2 separate regions of the Mus musculus genome follow, and region 1 is linked to region 2. A link is a contact called in public promoter capture Hi-C data. All regions are on one chromosome and are shown on one strand. The core of a region is the stretch at or near the end of the contact, and the rest is flanking DNA. Distances in the headings are between cores, read along the strand shown. Region 1 overlaps Aco2 (aconitase 2, mitochondrial). Region 2 overlaps Xpnpep3 (X-prolyl aminopeptidase 3, mitochondrial).

Evidence for each region. Capture Hi-C pulls out chosen DNA fragments and counts their contacts.
Region 1: a promoter capture Hi-C map of liver shows a contact between it and region 2. The contact joins two enhancer-like sites. A contact is called at or near these places in 1 of 484 Hi-C or Micro-C datasets (the P5424 cell line), 3 of 115 datasets of contacts at active chromatin or transcription factors (bone marrow-derived macrophages, epiblast stem cells and large pre-B cells) and 1 of 9 other capture datasets (liver).

What each region holds. Positions count from the first base shown.
Region 1 is chr15:81,895,676-81,901,490 of GRCm38.p6, forward strand. It overlaps Aco2 (aconitase 2, mitochondrial), which reads left to right. Exons shown (of 18, transcript NM_080633.2): 4 at 3,454-3,546. Among named protein-coding and RNA genes, the nearest start is that of Aco2, 26 kb to the left of the region's middle. Within about 2 kb of position 3,351, at least 18 of the 459 cell types and tissues checked have an H3K27ac peak or open chromatin away from gene starts, as enhancers often do. A contact at or near this core is called in liver, where this site is marked.
Region 2 is chr15:81,425,690-81,432,090 of GRCm38.p6, forward strand. Xpnpep3 (X-prolyl aminopeptidase 3, mitochondrial) reads left to right here. Exons shown (of 10, transcript NM_001347075.1): 3 at 1,587-1,994; 4 at 5,001-5,203. Among named protein-coding and RNA genes, the nearest start is that of Gm17025, 7.2 kb to the left of the region's middle. Within about 2 kb of position 2,487, at least 1 of the 459 cell types and tissues checked has an H3K27ac peak or open chromatin away from gene starts, as enhancers often do. A contact at or near this core is called in liver, where this site is marked.

The DNA of each region.
Region 1 (5,815 bases), core at 2,101-4,600, 470 kb after region 2:
CTGATGCAAAGATGTTAGAAAACTAACAGATTGCCCCTAGTGTTAGCACAGAAAACATTCCCTTCTGTTAGAAAATGCTGCTGCTGGGCTGGGAGATGCTCTTCAGAGGACCTGAGTTTGATTCCCAGAACCCACATCAGGCGCCCGTAACTCTACCTCCAGGAGTATCTGATACCTCTGGCCTCTGTTGGTACCTCCATTCAAGAACACACACACACACACACACTTTTATAATAAATAAGCACAATGGTGGTTCACAACTTTAATCCTAGCACTTGGGAGGTAGACGAAGCCCAGCCTGTTTTACATTGTGAGTTTCAGGACAGCCAGGGCTACACGGAGAATCCTTATTTTCACAAAGCCAACACAAAAGAAAACAACAATAGACAGTACTGCAGATCCCGGTGTGCTGGTACACACTGCTGGTCCTGGAGTCAGAGTCCTTTCTTTCCTAACAGCTCATTTCATATATCTCTGTCGTGCCACACATGTCCTCTCTCCTGCTCTCTTCTGGCCCATGGGAATCAGACTTGGGAAAGGATGGAGGTCCCTGTGTGTAGCAGCACAGAATTGAATCTCACAGCTGCAGGAGCTATAGACTTTCTCTTGTTCCCACGATAGAACTATATGCCGACAGCCCTCTTCCAGGACCTTTCTTCTTTTGTGAGTTTTAAGAAACAGTCACAAAATTCCAAAGGCTTCGTGGCTCTGAAACTGCTACTCAGCACTGAATTCCCCATTTTTACTGTGAAATCTAATTTGTGCTTCTTCCTTCTCCTAAGCATCCAAGCTTATGTACCTTCCTATATGCTACTCTCAGATCTGGCTTCTCCTTCCCAACCCTGGGTCTTGCTGCTCCCCACCCTGGCAGTGGGAGTAGGTGTTCTTTGTGGGGCATTGGCAAGAGGTGAATGCTGGCAGGCCTAAGGCCCAGCTGGCCCAGAGCAGAGCATGTGATTGAAAGTGCTTGAACTACCGTGGTCAGCCTGGCTCATGGAGCCTCTCAGACCCATGGGGAACTCTGAGGGCAGCCAATCTTCCCATTCTAGCCTTTCTCCACCCTTACCCACCCATGGTGTCCTAGGGGGACAGTAGCGCTTTCTACTCAGCCAAAATAAAGTCCTGTCTACAGACTTGCAACTTCCATTCTACCTGTGGAGGGGTGATCATGTTACATGTCTTTGCTGGACCAGAAGCTGCACAGACCAGAGACCCTGGGGAAAACTTCCCTGCAGGACCACAATTGTGGTACAGATTTGACCATAGACCATAGATTACAGATCTCATCCCTTCTTGTATTCAACAAATGTTTACTGAATATTCACTGTATGTTAAGTGCTGTAGAAGGAACTGTTGAGTGGGAACTCGATGGGTATGGTCCTCCCTCCCTCGGATCTCACAGTTCTGTAGAGAGAACAGTCATGGCAAGGGCAGGGAATGTGCAGGCTCTGTAAATTATAAGACAGGGGTCTGATGGAGATTTGGGAAAGGGCTGGGAGCTCTTGAGGGTGGGCTATAAGTTGACACCTAAACAGATAACTGGAGAAAGGGATTCCAGACCGATTAGCCAAGGCCTGGGTGGTGGTGGAGCATGGCTGTAATTCTAGCACCTGTGGTGGAGATCAAGAGTTCAGAATCATTCCCCACTTGACAGTCCGTTTGAGGCCAGCCTAGACTTTATGAGCCCTTGACCCTGTCTCATGCTGGATGGATGGATGCATGGATCGCCCCATCTTTACACTACCCTCCTTCTAAACAAACAAACAAACAAACATATTGAATGAGTGTTGAATATAAAATGGCCCTAAGACAACTAGAAACTTAACTTATACAATGAAAAGGGGTCTGCAAACTTGAGCCCTGTGGAAAGACAGACAATGAGGCAGGCAGAGAAAGACTGTTTCTGCTATCCAGAGTCATGGGTAGACCCTGCCTTAGTCTTGGTTTTCTGCTGTCCTAACAGGACATTAGAGATGAGGGAAGCTCTATGCTCTAGAAGTTCATTTTGTCTCTATTCTGAAGGATGGAAAGTCCAGGGCACCGGGCAGGAACCTTTGTGCTATCGTGGGTGGAAGGGCAAGCAAATGTGGGGAGCTGGGAAGACCAGGCAAGCCTGACTCCCATAATATGATGCCACTCCATAGTCACAGTGTTAATTTGCATTCGTGAGGGCAAAGTCTCTTAAAGCTCCTAATTCTCACTACTCTGTGGCTTACTTTCAACCCGAGTATCAGAGAGATGATGTGAAGATTTAGAAGGGGATCGATAGGTCAGTTCTGCATGTATTTATAATCTCTAGCTAGCCCAGAGACAAGTAGTGATCTGTCTAGCATCACACAGCCAGAGAAAGTGCCAGGCCATTTCAGTGTCATACCCACCCTCCTGCCATGTGTCCCAGTTTTGCAAGTAGCTGGTTTGTAAAAGACAAGGCCAATGTGTTAATTATTAATAAGGAAGGGGCCTCTCTGGTTACAACTTGCCTGTCATTCTTTCATCTGGGGAACCAAGTGGACTCTCAGAAGGATGAACTGGCTGGTTTGAGTTTAAATGAAATTGGTTTCAGGTTTTTTATCAAGTGTGGACCTGCTCCTCTTTTCAACACTAGAGTCTCCCATGGCACTGTTCCTCTTGTCACTCACTGGTCAGCCTCATGTGTCCACGGTCGTGCTTCATTTTATAAAGTTTGCCTTCAAATGCCAGGTGGAATGGGAATATTGGATCCCATCCTTTTCAGTTCAGTGTCTAACCAGGTAGGGCCTTAAACACAATAAACCCTGAAACTGAGCACCTACCCTTCTGAAAGGGTGGAATCTTACACCCTTTTCAGAGGCAACAGCTTTGGATTATGTCAGGATTCTCCAGGTCTGTAGTTGGACAGGCCTTACTGGAGCCTCTGGTTTTCCATATCTAAAGTCGATTTGACAGCAGTGGGCTGTGGGGCCGTTTACCACAATATTATTTGCAATCAATAAGTGTTAGCTGAGAGTCTAGACAGGTACCCACCACTCAGTGGAGAAGCAAAACTAAGATGTCCTCTTGGTCCCTTTGTTTCCCTTTGATAGTCCCCATCACCCTGTACCTTCATAGACATGGCATAGCCCTTTGTTTTTGGCCCTCACTAGAAAACTGAGTGCCAGACAAGCCCTTGGCAATTAGCCTACCCTATTACTTCTACAAGGAAACAGGCAGCGAGCAAGGCAGACTTGTTCCCAAATCACCACCCTGGCCAGGTGTCATAGCACCAGAGCAGTCTACTCCCCTGTCTTTCTCCCTGGGCTTGCCCACTGAATCCCCAGGCCAATGGCCAAGCCCACTGGATTATTTTTAGAAGCCCAGCAATAGAAGACTTGTCTTCACAGTACCAGCATGTCAGTGCCATGGCGGGCAGAGTACAGAGTATGAGATCATCACAGCTCAAGCTAATGCTCTGGTTATTGATTTGTTTTTTAATAGGACATAAACCAGGAAGTGTATAATTTCCTGGCAACTGCAGGTGCCAAGTATGGTGTGGGCTTCTGGAGGCCTGGATCTGGGATCATTCACCAGGTAATACACAGCTTAACTTCCCTTTATAAGGGCCCCAAGCCCAGGATGCACCCTGGGAACGGGGCAGCATGTTCCAGGCCTGCTGCTGACATGAGGCTTGGGAGAGCTGAGCAAGAGTTCTGGTGGCCATGTCATCCTGGGTAACGGGGGAGAGGTAGACAAGTGCGGTTTACAACATGCTGTAGACCATGTTTGGTGGAAGGGATAGAAGTTAGATTTGTTGATTCATGCCTGTAGTTCTTTATATGGTGTTGGGGAATCTTGGATGTACTACTGAGTTACATGGATTAAAATGTTTTTGTGTGTACTGTCTTTCTCATAAGCGTTAAGACCAGTTATTTATAGCGAGCTGATCCAGGGATGCAAAGCCCTGTTCTGACTTTCACAGGCACCAGGTACTCATGAGGTGTAGACAGATATAGGAACAAAATGTTCAGATACAGAAATCAATCTAAAAGTTTTTTGGTTTTTTTTTTTTGGTTTGTTTTGGTTTGGTTTGGTTTTTCCAGACAGGGTTTCTCTGTGTAGCCCTGGCTGTTCTGGAACTCACTCTGTAGACCAGGCTGGCCTTGAACTCAGAAATCCGCCTGCCTCTGCCTCCCGAGTGCTGGGATCAAAGGCGTGCACCACCACGCCTGGCTTTAAAGTATTTTTAAAATAAAAATAATTATAATTTTTTATGGTGCTGGAGTATTGAATGCATAGCAAGCACTATGCCAATTGAGCTATTTCCCATAAGAAATATAAAAATTATCAGGATATTAACTTACTAGTACTTACCATGACCTTGTGAAGTGAGGTTCTGTTATAACATACTTTGAATTATGATTAATATCCTCACCCAGTGAGAGCTCCTGGATAACTGTGCAGTAGGGATGTGGGCCTGCTCCACCATGATGCTCTGCTATTCCATGATGCTCTACCACCTGTATCAGTAGGGAGAGCACGTCCCATCCCTGCCCAGACCACTGCTTAGTTCCTGCACAGTGGAACTCTGCAGGATGGAAGTACTGAAAGGGAACACCAAACTGGTGTTTATTTCAGAAGATAATTCGGTCCATAAAGCCATGTTTAGTAGGCACACCTGTAATCCCAGCATTCAAGAGGCTGCAGCAAGAGGTTGTTGTGAGCTTGAGGGCATCCTAGGCTACAAAGCTGAGTTCTAAAGAGCCTGACCTACAATGTGAAACCCTTTCTCAAAGAGATGAAAGTCAGCCAGGCAGGGGAACACACACCTTTTGTCCCAAAATAGGGGGTGGGGGGCTGAGGCTGGTAGATCTTTGTGAGTTCAAGGCCAGACTGGACTACATATTAAGACCTTGACTCAAAAAAAAAAAAAAAAGTTGTTGCATGTGTGTGTATGAGGGAGGTACAGCCTTCCTTCCATTAAAGGCAACTGTTGAGGACTAGCCTGGTTCGTGTCTATTAGCCATCCTTCCTGTATGTGTGGGATCTGTTCTGCACTTCCAGGATGGCTCTTCTCCCTACTCCATCCCAGGCCTTGATACTGCTTCCTTCTAGAGGAGCTGAGCCAGGCTGACTGTGCTTAGGTCCCTGGCTATGCCCATCTCTGAAACCAGAGCCAAGAATGGATTGCTGCATTGTCCTTTAGGACAGATCTGCCAGGGTTGCACATCTCTGAGGACCAGAGTGTCTCTCTGCAATGGGGCAGAAAGGCACATAGACCTATCCTTGGTTAGCCTGTTGATATGGAGAACACCCCAATCCAGGTATCCCCAATTCCATTTTAGGTCACAGGCTTAGGCCACTTTGGCAGCTCTTATGCCAAAATGTGGGGCTGTGAGTGGTGGCCTGCTCTTTGTCACCTATTAAGCATTCAGCATGACTCTTAAAAAACATTTCCAGGAACCATGTGTTTTAATCACTGTACTATTACTGTGAAGAGACACTGTGACCAATGCAACTATTATAAGAAAACATTTAACTGGGGCTGGTTTACAGCTTCAGAGGTTTAGTCCGTTTTCATCATGGCAGGAAGCATGGCAGCGTGTAGGCAGGTGCTGGAGCGGCAGCTGAGATCTACATTGTGATCCCTAGACAGATCAAGACTCTGGGCTTGGCATGGGCTTTTGAAATCTCAAAGGCCACCTACCTCAGTGACACACTTCCTCTAACAAGGCCACACCTCCTGATCCTTTTAATCTTTGCAAATGGTGCCACTTACTGGTGACTAGCACTGAAACGTATGAGCCTCTGGGGGCTATTATTATCCAAACCATCACACCGTGTGTGTCTCGTGGCTTTACTT
Region 2 (6,401 bases), core at 1,237-3,736:
AGGGTGACAGCTCTTGCTAAAAAGATATAAAGTGCCTTAGGAATTCAGAAATATTCTTTGGTTGGTTTGTTTGGGTTTTGGTTTGGTTTGTTTGGTTGGTTGGTTTGGTTTTTGAGACAGGGTTTCAAAATAGAAGCCCTGGAACTCACTTTGTAGACCAGATTGACCTCAAATTTAGAGATCCACCAGCCTCTGCCTCCTGAGTACTGGGATTAAAGGTGGTCACCACTGCCACCTGGCTGAGATTATTTTTATTAAGAGATCTTGAAATTGGAGAAAATTTTTTACCAATTGTATAACAAAACCTATAGACCATAAGGAAACATTTACCAAGTCTACCTTGGTAATATGTTGAACAGACAGAAATCTATGTCCTTGTGGAAGTTGCATTCATTTTATAGGGAAGTCATATAGAAATAATGTATCAAGATGTATTTAATATATTGAAATTTCAGGGAAACTTTGACTATATGCCTAACAGTTCATACCACATAATCATGCTCTATAAGAGGCTGAAGAGGGGGCTGGAGAGATAACTCGGCAGTTAAGAGCACTGACTGCTCTTCCAGAGGTCGTGAGTTCAATTCTCAACAATCACATGGTGGCTCTCAACCATCTGTAATGGGATCTGATGCGACTGAAGACAGCTACAAAAAATAAATAAATAATAATAATAATAATAATAAATAATTTTATAATTTATTTATAAAAGAGAAAGAAAAAAAAGAGACTGAAGAGAAAGTTCAGCAGCTAAGAGCACTGCCTACCGGGGCCTAGCAAACACAGAAGTGGATGCTCACAGTCAGTTATTGGATGGATCACAGGGCCCCCAATGGAGGAGCTAGAGAAAGTACCCAAGGAGTTAAAGGGATCTGCAACCCTATAGGTGGAACAACAATATGAACTAACCAGTACCCCAGAGCTCTTGACTCTAGCTGCATATGTATCAAAAGATGGCCTACTCGGCCATCACTGGAAAGAAAGGCTCATTGGACTTGCAAACTTTATATGCCCCAGTATAGGGGAACGCCAGGGCCAAAAAGTGGGAGTGGGTGGGTAGGGGAGTGGGGGGGAGTGTATTGGGGACTTTTTGGATAGCATTGGAAATGTAAATGAGGAAAATACCTAATTTAAAAAAAAAAAAAAAAAAAAGAGCACTGCCTATTTAGTTCCCACCAGGTAAACCATCCAGGTTTAGTTCCCACCATGACCTGGCGGTACACAATCATCTGTAATTACAGTTTCAGGGGACCCAACAGCTGCTAGCCTCTGAGAGCCCCAGCACACACATGGTACACAGACATTCATGCAAGCAAACACCCATACAGGAAAAATAAATTAAATAGTTTTAAAATATTACTTGATTAGATGATGAAAGGAGGAACCTAAGATCTAAATCTTATAAGGTCATAACCACAATTTTTCCAATGTAATCACATTTGACTACAATAGTGCAGTGAAATAAGAACCTGGATTATCTTAATTCCTTGTGTATATGTCTCCATCTAATAGTAGTGACTTTAGTTACTCAGCAATAGAGCCATTCAGAGCATCAATTGACCTTTTTCTTTTCTTGTCATTTCTAGGGGAGGTGACACCAGGGCTATCTCAGGTGGAATATGCACTTCGAAGACATAAACTTATGGCTCTGGTCCACAAAGAAGCACAAGGGCACAGTGGAACAGACCACACAGTGGTGGTACTCTCTAACCCTACGTACTATATGAGCAACGACATCCCCTACACATTCCATCAAGACAACAACTTCCTGTATCTCTGTGGATTCCAAGAGCCTGATAGCATTCTGGTCCTTCAGAGCTTCTCTGGGAAGCAGTTACCATCCCATAAGGCCATGCTTTTTGTGCCTCGGAGAGATCCTGGCCGAGAATTGTGGGATGGCCCTCGATCTGGCACAGATGGAGCAATAGCCTTAACCGGAGTGGATGAAGCCTACCCGCTGGAAGAATTTCAACACCTGCTACCAAAACTGAGAGGTAATGCCAAGAAAGCCAAACCACAGGTCGGATCTAGCCGTCCTTGTCCTGCAGTAGTTAATTTCTAGAATAATTTTCCTACAGCATTTCTTTGGGCATCATGAAGAGAAACAAAACTATTGCTAAATGTGGTGCTGCATGTTGTGTCCCAGCACTCAGGGAGACTGTGGCATGAATATCTGTAAACCTTGACGATCAGGCTGGGCTAGATGAAGAGACACGTCTTGGGGCTGTGGCTGAGGGAATCCACATAAATTTTGAGCTCAAAAGCATTTTCTTTCTGGCCTTTCAATTTCTTACATAAGTTGCTGCCTTTGTTGTCTTTGTTGTCAAAATTAACCTGAGGCTGGAGAGGTAACTCAGTGGTTAAGATCACTGGTGGGTCGTCCAGGGGAACCAGGTGTGGTTTCCACCCAAAGATAAAAGCTAGGCTTGGCATGCCGGTAGTCAACAAAGATGTCCTCATGGTGGCTCACAACTGTCCTAACTCCAGTCCCTGGGTATCTAACACCCTCTCCTGGCCTCTGCAGGCACAAACATGGTACACATATACATAGTACAGTCAAAATACTCCTACACTTAAAAAATTTATTTAACCATTTATAGTTAAATTCTCACAATACATGTGTTTCTTAAAAGGGCTTTTCTTATTCACTGTCTTTTCACACACACACACCATTTCTTTAAAGTTTGGTTTTTTTGTTGTTTGGTTTGGTTTGGTTTCTCAAGGCAGGGTTTCTCTGTGTAGCCCTGGCTGTCCTGGAACTCACTCTGTAGACCAGGCTGGCCTTGAACTCAAGAATCCCCCTGCCTCTGCCTACCAAGTGCTGGGATTAAAAGCATGCACCACCACTGCCCAGCTAAAGTTTGTTTTTAAGAGGTGTGTGTGTGTGTGTGTGTGTGTGTGTGTGTGTGTGTGTGTGTGTGAGAGAGAGAGAGAGAGAGAGAGAGAGAGATAAGGAGAGATAAGGAGGAGACAGATATGCCACAGCAAGTGTGGATGTTAGAGGGCAACTTTATGGAGTCAGTTCTTTTCTTCCGCTATTGCATGGTTCCTGAGGACTAGCTAAAGTTACCAGCCAAGCACCCTCAGTATTCTTTTTTTCTTGGGATTTTTGCTAGCTCGCTTGTTTTGAGACAGTTTCACTGAAGCTCTAGCTGGCTTGGAATTCACAGAGAGTGCTTTCCTCTGCTTCCCGTGTGCTGACATAAAAGGCACGCCAAGCCCAGCTTATATCTACTTTTTTTCTTTCCAAGACAGGGTTCTATATAGCCCCAGCTGTTCTGAAACTACCCCCCCCCCCCCCGGCCTCTGGGATTAAAGGTGCTATCCAAGTGCAACTATGCCTGGCTAATCCATTATTCTAAATGTTAGTAGTTTGATAGGTAAAAGTACTAGATACTGGAAAGTATTAGTGAATCTAATATAATTATTTACATTTTTTTTTTAAAAAAAACCTTCATTGGAGTTGTATCTCATAGCATATCATTTGCTGGCACGTACCAGGCCTCAGGTTCCCACCCCAGCACTGACATACAAGACCAACCCAATAGGTGTTAAGCTTTCCTACACTGAATATAAGTAATTGGTTAATTTTTCTTTCTCTTTTTTTTTGGGGGGCGGGGATTGAGACAGGGTTTCTCTGTGTAGCCCTGGGTGTCCTGGAACTTACTCTGTAGACCAGGCTAGCCTCAAACTCAGAAATCCGCCTGCCTCTGCCTCTGTGCCACCACTCCCTGGCAGATTATTTAATTTTAAAAAAATTAAGGCATACACTATTATAATTATTTCCCATGTATTATACATTTAATAACATTTTTAAATCTTTTTTTTAAAGATTTATTTATTTTATTTATATGAGAACACTGTAGCTGTCTTCAGTCACAACATTAGAGGGCTCCCATTAAAGATGGTTGTGAGCCACCATGTGGTTGCTGGGAATTGAATTTAGGACCGCTGGAAGAGCAGTCAGTACTCTTAACTGCCGAGTCATCTCTCCAGCCCTGACATTATTATTTTAAATATATTTGACCTGTAGCATCATAATGCATCCCCAGTCAAGTTTCCTCAATTCTTCTTAATCATACACTTTTTGATCATACAACCCTACAGATTTAGTGAAGAAAGTCATTCTTGGTCCACTGTTAGCAAAAAGATGGCTTATATTGAAGCTGCTGGGTGGTGGACATCATTTTCATTAGGAGCCCTTAGAGCAGTGCCTCTCAACCTGTGGGTCCTGACCGCTTTGCTGGTTGCACATCGCATATCCTGCATATCAGATGCTTACGTAATGATTTATAACTAGCAAAACTGCTTATGAAGTAGCTATGAAAATAATTTTATAGTTGAGATGAACATTAGGAAGTGAGACCTGCTACCTTGAGCACAGCCTTGGGGACACATGGACCTCCGTTTTAGATCTCACAGCAAAACAGATAGATGACAGTGAGTAACTGCTGCAACTGGAAGCACTGTGCTAGCTCGTCTCCAGACCATTTTATACAAGTGATTGAGAAGAACACTCTCATTTTTATGCCCAGTAATTCAGAAGGGCAGAAATCAGCCTGTGGAGGTAAAAAACAACTGTTGTGTTTATTCTTTAAAAGTTAAAAAAAAAATTCTAGCTATAATAAAGCTTTAGGCCCATCTGTCATTTTCGTGAGAACACTGACATTTTGTGGTAGAAAGCTGTCTGTATTCCAGAGTGTCACGTCACATTCAGAGGTTGACTTTCCAATCATGTCAGACCCATCAGATGCTTCTGTCTTGAGAAAGTGCCACTGAAACCTTTAGATTCTATACAACTGGTTTTTTAGTTTTGTCTTGCCTAATTTATTTCTTTTTATTATGCTGTTTGTTTGTGTTTCATTTTCGAAGGAATCAGGGCCTCTGTGCTAGGCAAGTGCTCCACCACTGAGCTAGTCCCTATTCCAGTGCATTCTACCATTAAAGTAGGCCTTCAGCCTCTGTTGCTTTTAAACTTATTTTTGGCTTCCCATTTTAAGCTGAGACGAACATGGTTTGGTATGACTGGATGAAGCCTTCTCATGCACAACTTCACTCTGACTACATGCAGCCTCTAACTGAAGCCAAAGCCAGGAGCAAGAACAAGGTTCGGAGTGTCCAGCAGCTGATACAGCGCCTAAGGCTGGTTAAGTCTCCTTCAGAGATTAAGAGAATGCAGATTGCTGGGAAGCTGACGTCAGAGGTATGGCTGCTATTGAAAATATTTCTCTGTCAGATCATAAAACTCAAGCTCTTCATGTTCAGAGGCCGAGGCCCCTGCCCCTGCCTCTGCCCCTGCCTCCCGGGTGCTATGGGATTAAGGCATACACCAGCACTGCTCAGCTTATTTCCTCTGTTTCTGACTACACTTACTTATGGACATATATACCATGGTTGCATATGAGGAGATCAGAGGACAACTAGTGAGAGTCCGATTTCTCTTTCCACCATGTGGATTGTGGGGATCAAACTCAGGTCCTTAGTTTTAGTGGCAAGCAACTTTATCCACTGAGCTATCCCACTGGCCTTGCTGTCTGTATTTAACCTGTACAGAAGGATGATGACACATTTGTCAGCCTCAGCAACAGTCTCCAAAGAGTAGTAGTATTTCTTTGAGAATAGCATATAACACAGATGTGCAAGCTGTGAGTATATCCAGAGGATATGGCAAAGGAAAAACTTTCAAGGCAAAGGGGAAGATTGCAAAACATTTTGAAGCAATAATACTTGTCCAAAGAATGAAGAACAAGGCTGGTGCCAATCTGAGGTTAGATAGACAAGTTTTACAGGAATATTTTTGCATAAAGTTACAGTGACCTTTTGAAAGTTTGTGGCTCTGGTATCTTTTCTGATAGATACTATCAGGCAATCGTGCATGAGACCCTTAATTTTTATTATTGTGTGTACATGCTGCAGTGTACTTGTGGGGGTCATAAAAACAATTTATGACATTCATTCTCTCCTCCTCTGCATGAGGGATTGCATGGCGTGCACCCTACAGTCATCTCACTGGTCTTTGTCTTACTTTTCAGTTAGAATTGAATTGAACAACTTCATTCGATTCTGGTGACTTTAACAGAGTACATAGTGAAACGGTTGTTACAGTCAAATATATCATCAATTTTAACCCATATTTTCCCACTGATATCATCATACAGAAAAAAAAATAGGACTCTGCTACCAGGGCAGTTTTTATTAACACTTTGTGTTCTAGTGAGACCCAGTGCAAGATGTCAGATCAGCACAGTGCTGATTTCTCTTTCATTGATATCATAACCTTGATTGCTATGTCAAGAGATCAGACAAGCCATAGCCTTGTTGCTTCCAGTCTCCTTGACTTCCTTGAAGGAGGGTTTCTTTTGTGAGTTTCAGCAACCCTCTGAACTGCCATGGAGGTTTCT